Linked DNA regions of Mus musculus: region 2 is linked to region 1. A link is a contact called in public promoter capture Hi-C data. All regions are on one chromosome and are shown on one strand. The core of a region is the stretch at or near the end of the contact, and the rest is flanking DNA. Distances in the headings are between cores, read along the strand shown. Region 1 overlaps Myo18a (myosin XVIIIA). Region 2 holds the start of Rpl23a (ribosomal protein L23A).

Region 1 (5,295 bases), core at 631-3,130:
ATGGTAACCTATCACTCGCCCACTCCTGGACTCTGCTTAGAGACGAGGCACATACAAGGATGGGTGAGTGGCAGTGACTTAGCTTCTGACTTCCCCTCCCCAAAAAACATGACCAGCAGAGGAAAGAACAAATACACCCCAACAGTCATAACTGAAGTACGAGTGCGCTCCTCCAGCACGGGCACAAGGAAGCTCTGGGAAGGCTCAGAGGGTGAGAACTTCTCTTGGTGAGGGGTCAGCCACACAGGGTGCAGTTTGGAGCCAGGCCATGAAAGAGAGGGGGGTTTATTTATTTATTTTTTATTCATCCATAAAAAGAGAGGGGCTTTATTTGTTTTTCGTCTATTTATCTGGGGGACAGGGTCTCACTATAATAGTACTCCAGGCTGGCCTCCAACTCACAGTGACCTTACTCAGACACACAAGTGCTGTTATTTTTTTTTTAAAGATTTATTTATTGATTATATGTAAGTACACTGTAGCTGTCTTCAGACACTCCAGAAGAGGGAGTCAGATCTCATTATGGATGGCTGTGAGCCACCATGTGGTTGCTGGGATTTGAACTCTGGACCTTCGGAAGAGCAGTCGGGTGCTCTTACCCACTGAGCCATCTCACCAGCCCACAAGTGCTGTTATTACACATAGTAGGTTTATCAGAAAATACATAGGGTGGAAACACTAAAACTGAGGTTCTCCTTAAAACTTTAAGGAGAGCATGTTCCCCTGCTCCAGCTGTCCCTCGTTCCTCCTGAAGATCTTGTAAATAAATATATATGTATATACATATATATGTGCATACACCACACACACACACACACACACACACACACACACACACACACACACACGTTTAGTTGGGCATGTTGGCCCACGACTTTAGTTCCTGCACTCAGGAGGCAGAGGCAGGTTCCAGGCCGGTCTGGTCTACAGAGTGAGTTCCAGACCAGGCAGAGATACACAGTGAGTCCCTGTCTTTAAACAAATAAATAGCATTTGTGTGTGTGTGTGTGTGTGTGCTCAGTCCATCAGGCTGAGATGGCTCAGTGGGTAAAGGTACTTGCCACCACGTTGGACAATCTGAGTTTGATCCCAGAATCCACAAGACGGAGAGAAGCGAATCCACAAACTCTCATTCATGTGTGCTGTAGCATGTTCATGCTTAACACACACATACAAATAACAGTAAGTAAATGTGAAAGAGTCTATAGGGTTGCAACACGGCTCAGCAGTTAGGAACGCTGACTGCTCCTCCAGAGGACCCAGGTTCAATTCTCAGCATCCACATGGTAGTTCACAACCATCTTTAACTCCAGTTCCATGGGATCTGGTGCCCTCACACAGACATACATGCAAGTAAAATACCAATGCACATAAAATAAAAATAGTTACAAAAAGAATCTACTGACACTCTTTTCATAAATGAGTACCAACGACATGTTTGTATTACTAATTTACAGTACCTAATAAAACAAATGGAACTTGTTGTTTAGGGAAGTTTAGGGAGCCCTGTTTCAAGCACTCAGCCCTAAGGACTTGGGAGAGACCACAGAACTTCTGCTTCCTGGGTAGGGGAGCGCCAGCCACCAATCGTGACAGGTGCACCCCATCAGAGGACGGCTGAGGTTCCTCAACAGCAGCTTTAAACACAGCATTTACAGAAAACGCTTTAGCAGGGGTGTCTCCATATTTTAATGACACTAAGTGATCAAGAGATACTGAAAGGGAAGCAGCCAAACTCCTTAAAGAAGCCGAGAGATGACCTCAAGAGGGTGAGGGCTGGTAAGTGGAAACCTGTACTGTCCGAAAAGTCCACACACGGGCAGCCGTAGTGGCCAAATCGGCCTCAGACCTGACTATCACTGCACTTCCTGTTCCGCCTAGCCGCCAGCGCATGGGTGGAGCCAGGTTCAGCGCATGCGCTAGGAACTCAAGAGCCACTCCGCCCTGCAGTGTCCCCAGATTTTCCGGCAGAGGGCAGCCTTCCCCTTCTCATGGACCTGCTGGCACAGCCAAGGCTGCAGATTTCACCTCTGGTGGACCCGCCCCCAGAAAGCGTCCTGGGGAGCTGAGGCTTCAGGGGGGCTGCAGCAGCAAGATGGCCTCTCACTTTACCCAGGAGAGAGATGGCAATGGAGGTGCAAAAATGCGCTGGGCGCCTATATTTTTTTTCATTACTAACTTATCCTTTGTACCTGAAATAGCACCAACACGTAGATGTTTACTAAGTGTTTACTGATGGAAAAGTGAATGAATGAATACCTGAGTTTATAGTTCAAAGATTTAAGCCACGTCTTGAGTTTTATAGTGGCGAGCGGCCTCAGACAAGCAGTAAGTGGAGTCAGTGGGCATAGGGAGGGCAGTCACAGATCTCTGTCCCAAAGACTCAAGGATCGGCCACTCCGGCCCTCCATTCCACCAGACTGCAGTTTTACACATCCAAAGGTTTGCTCAGAACCCTGTGTACGAGCGCACCATTTTTTTCTGCTCTACAAGAACAGGTGTCTACCCCCAAAAACTAAACCGTCAGATCCTGGATACATAGAAAGACTACCTGATTGGTGGCTCCGGGGGTACCGTTTCTCTTTGGGGATTCTCAGTCCCTGGGGATTTCCTCTGGCTCTGGGGATTTCCAAACTGCCTCTGCCTTTCCAATTTTCCACAAGGCCCAAAGCCCAGGACCTGTCTTGACGGTTTCACCAGGCTCTGCCTCAAATCTCAGGGAGACTTGGGTCTGAGTCTACTAATTACACCGCATTCACTATATTCACATCCCATCCTGTCTGGCTGACATTCGAGAACAAGCACAATGAAGCACTGTGTTCTTTTCATATAAACGACCGCTTTTCTCTATTTCCACAGAAGAATAAAGGAAAACCAGCTTAAGGGCTGGCCACACTGATTTAATAAAGCCCAAGGAAGGTCTTCCAGGGTGTGAAAGCTGGCATCCTCATTCTTAAAGGCAGAGAGGCTCCTTCAGGCACTCTCAGGTTCCCCTAAACAGAGGCGGGGGGTAGGGGGGCACACAGATCCTGTATTTGAAGATCTGTGTGCTCACTTCTTGAGGACCTTCCTGGGCCTGTTTCTAGAACCCTTTGAAGTAACAACAAAGCCAGCCCAGTCCCCACAGAAGCAGGAAGAGGTTTCTGCTTTGCCTACCTGGTCTCCGCCCCCACCCCCACGTGCAGAGCCCGCCAAACCCACTGGGCTTGTGAGCACCTGTGTGTTACCAAGCTGGGCAAGAGTCGCATTTGGCAAGGCGGGGAAATACTGCCATAGTGTGGTGGCACATTGCCAGGGACCTCTTGTCTCTAGGGCATCAGGATTCCAGAGTTGGTGAAGTGGGGAAATTGCCAGAGAACAAACCTTCCTTCCTGACAGGAAGGAGAAATGCCACCAGGCTCAGCCTGGGGAGGCGGGTGGGGGGAGCTCTCTGCAGAAGGAGATAAGAAGTAAGAACTGCTTCCCCGCCCCCACCCCACACTTCTAGGAGCCATCTGGAGCTGTAGTGTTCCACACAGTAGCCACTGGCCACGAAAGCAATTTAAATTTAAGTTACATTAAAAATACCAGGGATATTTTGTATTAAATTAAAATCAAGTAAAATGTAAAGTTCTGCTTCTCTGTTGCACAAGCCAGGTTCCAAGTGTTCAGAGGCCACGTGACCACAGGACATTTCTATTTTGCAGTGTGTTCTGTTGGTCAGTTCTGGCCCAGGAGGTCCCCCTCCAGGCTGCTTAAGGTCACTCTTGGCCAAGCGTCCTTCAGAGGGTGTCCCTGACTTGCTGCTGTCCTCCCCCGCCCCTGCCCACAGTCTGCTTACACCCTTGTCCCATGTGTGGAGTCTTGTTCCCTGGGCCTCAAAAAGAAATGGGGGAGAGAGAGCAGTCACAATTAGCATCCAGCCAATGAGCAGAAGCCAGATGCCACAGGGCTGGAAGGAGACTGAAGGAAAGCCAGCCTCCACCCCAAGGCGCCCCGGCTTGGGAGAAAGCCCCTCAGCCCAGCACAATCCGCCCTTGTTTCCACAGTCCTCGGGCCAGCACTGGGTAAGATGTCTGGAATGTAGCGGCCTGAGGGTTTCCCACCAGAGCACTGGCTGCAGGACTCCCAGAAAGGGGCCTAAGCAAAACCTTCAAGGTTCATTTCAAGGGCAAATAAAGTCAATGAAGTCACCTTGTCCCTGGCTGGCCAGGACTTCGGCCATGGGGTACTGACGGCCAAACTGGACATCTCCCTCTAGACAGCCTCATGGGACAAAATGAGGGTGAGGACAACGGACTCTGGGTACCTGCTGCAGTGACGCAGACAAGCCCTACTAAGCCTGGTTACATAGAAGAGTGAGACCACTGAGCGGGTCTGACTGGTAGCACATCCTACCACAGGGCCTGGAAATTTTCTCAGGGAAATCCACAGAAGAGTCTGCACAAACTCCTGTGTGTGGTAAGGATGACACCAGGAGATAGCAGGTGAGAGCTGCCTTTAAATCCTGCGCCTCTCTTCTTGCTTAGCCTTACTGGAGATGGCTGCTGGGAGCAAGACAGGCATGAAGACAGTTGACAACAAAGAGCAGAGTAAGCTTATCAACTGGAAAACAAACAGAAGACCTGGAGCTCAAAGGCACTGGTCCCAGACAGACAGAGAAAACTCAGCACGGTTTGAAGAGCGGGAGTGAAACTATAAAGAGCAGGCTGGAGCTCAGGGCAAGCTGTCCATGCTCAGAGGGACCCTGAGGAAGCTCAGGCTGCTTCCCCAGCTCCACTGGAAGGACACTGTGGGAAAAGGCACTACCCCGAGGACACGAGCAAAGAACACGCAGCTGCGTCCTTAACTGGAACAGAGCCTGCAGCACTTCTGCACACAGATGGTCTCACTCCAGACACCAAGCACTTCCTGGGGTTCAGAAGTGGATTGACGAGGGTGCTGCTCTCTCTCTGGAGCCCCGAATGATCGTCATCCCCACAGTCATCCCCACAGTCCTGGTCCCACCTGCTACAGTTTCAGTTAGCCACAGTCAACTGCAGTCCAAAACAACTTAATGGCAAATTCTAGAAACAAAGGATTCATCAGGTTTCTCATTTGATGATTTTGTTTTGTTTTTCTTTTCTTTTGTTTTGTTTTAATACAGGGTCTCATGTAGCCCAGGCTGGCATCAAATTTGCTATGTAATTCAAGGTGATCTTGAATTCCTGTTTCTCCTCCTCCACTCCCTAAGTGGTGGGATTCCTGGTATTGATCACGGCATGTGGACATTTGTAAGCTTTATTACAATGTTCGGTTAGGATTATTTTATCTTGC
Region 2 (5,675 bases), core at 1,247-3,746, 390 kb before region 1:
TAGGTGTGGCCTACAAAGGCCTTCTATCATTTATCTATCTATCTATCTATCTATCTATCTATCTATCTATCTATCTATCTTTTTGAGAGTGGTCTCACTACATATACCTGACTAACCTGTAATTTGCCATGTAGATCAGGCTGACCTTGAACTCACAGAGATCTGACTGCATTTATTTTCTCGTGCTGAGATTAAAGGTGTGTGTCACCACGCCAGGCTACAAATTGTATTTAAATTATTTTCAGACAGGCAGTGGTGGTGTACGCCTTTAATCCCAGCACTTTGGAGGCAGAGGCAGACAAATTTCTGCGTTCAAGGCCAGCCTGGTCTCAAAGTGAGTTCCAGGACAGCCAGGGCTACACAGAGAAACCCTGTCTCAAAAACAACAATAACAAAACAAAAAATATTTTCCCTGGTTTTTTTTCTTTTTTGGTTTTTCAAGACAGGGTTTCTCTGTATAGCCCTGGCTGTCCTGGACCTCACTTTGTAGATCAGACTGGCCTCAAACTCAGAAATCCACCTGCCTCTGCCTCTCCAGTGCTGGGATTAAAGGCGTGGGCTACCACGCCCGGCTTGGGTTTTGTTTTTGCTTGTTTGTTTTGTTTTTGGAACAGGATCTCTCTATGTAGCTTTGGCTGTCCTGGAACTTGCTATGTAGACCAACCTGGGCTTGAACTGCTGGGAATAAAGGTGTGTATAATCCACATCTGGCTTAAAAATCCTTTTTTTTTTTTTTTTCTTTTTTTGTTTTTTTCAAGACAGGGTTTCTCTGTATAGCCCTGGCTGTCCTGGAACTCACTCTGCAGTCTAGGCTGGCCTCGAATTCAGAAATCTGCCTGCCTCTGTTAAAAATCCTTTATAATAAGTTTGTGTACGGGTATGTGCACATAAGTACAGGTGTCCACAGAGATATGACTTCTGGGAATCCAACCAGGTCCTCTGAAAGAGAACTACATGATCTTTTTTTTTTTTTTTAAAGATTTATTTATTATTTTATGTAAGTACACTGTAGCTGTCTTCAGACACACCAGAAGAGGGAGTCAGATCTTGTTACGGATTGTTGTGAGCCACCATGTGGTTGCTGAGATTTGAACTCTGGACCTTCCGAAGAGCAGTCGGGTGCTCTTACCCACTGAGCCATCTCACCAGCCCGAACTACATGATCTTAAGTGTTGACCGTCCTTCTAGTCCTTCTAATCCCTTAAACTGTATTCTTCCCAGTTGGTACTGTTATAGGCTTCTGACACTGCAAACTTCTTCCCTAAGACTAGAAATTGCTCACGAACTGAAATTTTAAGGACCTTAACACAGCTACCAGATGCTATAACCACCCACTGTTTTAGACCTAGGGGAATAAACATTTTTCTTTTAAAAACTACAACTCAAGCCGGACGTGGTGGCGCACGCCTTTAATCCCAGCACTCGGGAGGCAGAGGCAGGCGGATTTCTGAGTTCGAGGCCAGCCTGGTCTACAAAATGAGCTCCAGGACAGTCAGAGCTATAAAGGGAAACCCTGTCTCAAAAAACAAACAAAAAACAAACAAACAAACCAACAAAAAAAACCTACAACTCAGGCCACGTAGTGTTGGCACAGGCCTTTTAATCCAAGCACTCAGCAGTCAGAAGTATGTAGATCTTGGTGAGTTCAAAGCCAGCCTCCTCTACAGAGTGAGTTCCAGGACAGCCAGAACTAGAGAAAGAGAAACCCTCTCTCGAAAAGAACAACTCAAAACGAAACAAAACAGAACAGAACAAAACCAAACCAAAACCTAGGGACCCTAGGGTAAGAACACTGGCTGATCTTCTGAAGGTCATTAGTTTAAATCCCAGCAATCACATGATAGCTCACCGGTAATGAGACCTGGCACCTTCTTCTGGAACAAATGAAGACAGCTACAGTGTACTTAAGTATAATAATAAATAAAATAAATCTTTGGACCAGAGAGCAAACGGGGCCGACTGGAGTGAGCAGAGTTCCCAAAAATTCAATTCATGCTGGGCAGTGGTGGCGCACGCCTTTAACCCCAGCACTCCGCAGGCAGAGGCAGAGGCAGGCAGATTTGAGTTTGAGGTCAGCCTGGTTTACAGAGTGAGTTCCAAGACAGCCAATCTACACAGAAAAACCTTGTCTCGAAAAACAAGAAAACAAACAACAAAAAAATTAATTCCTGACAATCACATGAAGACTCAACCATCTGTACAGCTACAGTGTACTCATATACATAAAGTAAATAAATCTTTAGAAAAAAACAAAAACAAAAAGCCAAAACCTACAATTCCCCCAGAGAAACCCTGTGTCGGAAAACCAAACTAAACCAAACCAAAAAACGCCACATTTCCCAAGAAGCCCTTTCAAAGGGAAAGGTGGCGCATGCTTGGTCTCCCACTCTAGGGAATTAAATGGAACTACAATTCCCAAGAAGCCTCATATTACAGTTCATCCAATCAGTGCTATATATAAGCTATCGCGAGACTTTTATGAGCCTCCATTCTATAAGCTCATGGGAATTGGGCTGGGCCATCCTTTTCAGCCAAGATGGCGCCGAAAGCGAAGAAGGAAGGTATGTTGCGGTATGGGAATCTGTCAGGTCGGTCTTGGATACCCGCAGAGCGAACTCGCGGGGAAGAAGAATGCCCGGCTAAGCCATGGGGGGCTTGTTCTGTGGCTACTGTCGCGACTAGGCCCCGCTGCGGGGTATGAGGACCGCGTGGGCCAAGCCGCATGGGCTGGTTCCAGTGCAGGGGATTGGCAAAGCCACCGGGCCGGCAGCGGCCGCCACTGATGGCCAAGCATTTGACTTTGGGAAGCTCCTTAACATCCACAGGGTGGCGCTCCGGGTCTCCAGACCTATAAGGGATTAAAAGTAGTCCTTATTCGCCCTTTCCCCACGTTAAATGGGGTTATACGCACCCACGTGATGGTACAACGGGTTAATTATCTTTGCCTGTGGTATCGTGCATATGATGGAAAAAATCTGAAGTCTCCTGAGACCTGTGATGTCTTCAAAGGAACCACTGATGCACATGCTGGCAGGACGGCCGGAAGGGGTCACTTTACGAATGCCACACTTAATTTTAATTGTCCTCTCCCAGCTCCTGCCCCTCCCAAAGCCGAAGCCAAAGCGAAGGCCTTGAAAGCTAAGAAGGCGGTGCTGAAAGGCGTCCACAGCCACAAAAAGAAGAAGATCCGAACGTCACCCACCTTCCGGCGGCCCAAGACCCTGCGGCTCCGGAGGCAGCCAAAATATCCTCGGAAGAGTGCGCCCAGGAGAAACAAGTCAGTAGGGACCCTGGACCCAGTAGCATGTAGTAGGGCATTAGGAGTTCTTAACGTAGCTTCCCTTATAAAACACAATTGTTGAAGGAGCTGGTGCGGTGGAAGTGTGAGGTTATTTAGTCAGTGTTTGAAAGTTGACTTCAAAGAGATGTTGCTTATCTTGGTTCCAAGTGATAGGGGACTTGTTGGAACACAGGAGAGTGTTGATTAAGATGTCCAATTGGGGAGTGATGGCCTTCGAATAGTGTTATGAAACACACTTTTTTTTTTAAGATTTATTTGTTTTTTTATTTACATGAGTACACTGCAGCAGTCTTCAGATACACTCACTAGAAGGGGGCATCGGATCCCACTACAGACATTTGTGAGCCACCGTGTGGTTGCTGGGAATTGAACTCAGGACCTCTGGAAGAACAGTCAGTGTTCTCAACAGATGAGCCATCTCTCCAGCCTGAAAGACACTTAATTGATCAAATTCTGACGCTACTCAAAGGAAGTTTGAGAGAATGCTTACTGAAAAGTGTTTTGTCTATGGGGGAAGTACTCACCAGACACAATTCATTGCCTATTTGTACCTAGAATTTTTGAGTCATTACTTGGCAGTTGCATAAGTAAAAACTTGGCTTTTCAGAATCTTAAGAAAAAGTTGTTTCCTGATAGCTCAAGGCCAATTTTAGAGTTGCATTGTTTTCACCATGCTTGGTGGTTATTCTGTAATGCTGGGTGGTGGAGGCTAGAGAATCTCAAGTCCAAGGTCATCTTGGGGTTCATGTCTCAGATCAGAGGGGCGGGTGTGAGTGAGTGTGGCTCTTGGATTTCAGGCTAGCTTGTGCTGTATTGTGAGCCCCTGCCTCAACTACACTCTTGGGGTGTAGCCAACCTCTAGCAATTGAGCACAATTTTCTCTATAGTTATTTATTTGATCTGGTCTCATAATAGTAAATGTGGAACTCCAGTGGATAAATGCATAAATTAAACTTGATTCTTTAGTCAAGAGAATATACAGGATTTGACTGTAAATGGGAAGTTGAGCCCATAGTGGTTTGGGTGCATGTGATGACATTATTTAGCGACCAAAGTCTGATAAAGATGATTGTGATCTATTGTCTGATGCACCTATTCTTTCCTAGTCTGGTTCTAAAGTAAACCATGTGTTGAATGCTGGCACCAGGGCAGCTAACTCCATTTTCCTCTCCCATCTCTCCCTAGGCTTGACCACTATGCTATCATCAAATTCCCACTGACCACGGAGTCAGCCATGAAGAAAATAGAGGACAACAACACTCTTGTGTTCATTGTGGATGTCAAGGCCAATAAGCATCAGATCAAACAGGCTGTCAAGAAACTCTATGACATCGATGTGGCCAAAGTCAATACCCTGATAAGGTGAGTTGGGCCAGGCAGAGATCAGAAAGCTTGTGGGCCTTTACTTAAGCTCTGTGCAAATGATGGAAAACTCAATGTTTGGAAAAGAATGACACCAACAAAGGAACCACTGATGCTGAGGAGGGATATGGGAAGGGTGTGGGAAGGGCAGGGGTTGTGAGCATCTAACTCTGAGGCTTCCTTCTCCACACAGGCCCGACGGAGAGAAGAAGGCGTATGTTCGCTTGGCTCCTGATTATGATGCCCTAGATGTTGCCAACAAGGTAAGCATAATCATTTCTCTGTTTAGATGCTGCATCAACAGCAAATCTGACTGCACTCTCTAACAAGCCCCGCCCTCCCTGTCCTGTCCTCCCAGCACACTTAACCTTAAGGAATTCAGCTCCAGTAACTCAGCTCCGTTTTGTTTTGTTTTTCAGATTGGGATCATCTAAACTGAGTCCAGATGGCTAATTCTAAATATATACTTTTTTCACCATAAATAATGCTGCTTGTCATTTGTCGCTTTCTAGTTGGGCTGGGGACAAGGCCATGCTGCGGGGTGGGTGCTGGGATCAAACCCAGGGCTTTCTCAGCTCTGAGCAATTAAGACTTGATTTGCTTAACCCAATGGGGACACATGATGATGCAGTCCCCATGCTAGCTCAGTACCAGGGTCATTTATTATAGACAGGTGTTGGTTCTCCTGGGACACTGCTCCATCACAGGCTCAAAGGACAAGCTTTACAAGAATTCCTTCCCTGCTACAGGCTGGTGTGAAACCAATACCAGGGTTTGGAAGAGCAGAGGGGTTATTTTAGAATTGTCAGCATCCATTTCAGGGCAGTATGGGTTGGCAGGCTTTTGGACAGTGTCTTGTCCTCACCCATTTAGCCATGCCCAACCGGTTGGTCTGCTTCCCTCAACCCTTGCCCAAGAACAGGACTTCAGAGAGCTTTCATTAGTGTTTTCAATAGTGTGGGTGTAAGCTTAAGGTGGAAAGGCTGGCCCCAGAATACACCCAAGCTTGGGG

The links. Promoter capture Hi-C pulls out the DNA fragments that hold promoters and counts their contacts.
Region 2: a promoter capture Hi-C map of pre-B cells shows a contact between it and region 1, with 4 times the contacts expected there. The contact joins the promoter of Rpl23a here to the enhancer-like site in region 1. A contact is called at or near these places in 10 of 39 promoter capture datasets (the 3T3-L1 cell line, cranial neural crest, fetal liver and 5 more), 1 of 484 Hi-C or Micro-C datasets (CD8 T cells), 5 of 115 datasets of contacts at active chromatin or transcription factors (embryonic stem cells, extraembryonic endoderm stem cells, large pre-B cells and 2 more) and 1 of 9 other capture datasets (liver).

What each region holds. Positions count from the first base shown.
Region 1 is chr11:77,790,031-77,795,325 of GRCm38.p6, reverse strand. The region is part of intron 1 of Myo18a (myosin XVIIIA); the gene reads right to left. Among named protein-coding and RNA genes, the nearest start is that of Gm10277, 4.1 kb to the right of the region's middle. Within about 2 kb of position 1,880, at least 277 of the 459 cell types and tissues checked have an H3K27ac peak or open chromatin away from gene starts, as enhancers often do. A contact at or near this core is called in CD8 T cells, liver, memory CD8 T cells and 2 more, where this site is marked.
Region 2 is chr11:78,180,405-78,186,079 of GRCm38.p6, reverse strand. It overlaps Rpl23a (ribosomal protein L23A), which reads left to right and starts at 2,496. Exons shown (of 5, transcript NM_207523.2): 1 at 2,496-2,561; 2 at 3,094-3,277; 3 at 4,487-4,663; 4 at 4,857-4,926; 5 at 5,083-5,145. The coding sequence starts at 2,537. The coding sequence ends at 5,097. It overlaps Snord42b (small nucleolar RNA, C/D box 42B), which reads left to right and starts at 2,967; the gene lies at 2,967-3,021. Tlcd1 (TLC domain containing 1) reads right to left here. Exons shown (of 4, transcript NM_026708.2): 4 at 5,260-5,675. It overlaps Snord42a (small nucleolar RNA, C/D box 42A), which reads left to right and starts at 4,734; the gene lies at 4,734-4,778. It also overlaps Snord4a.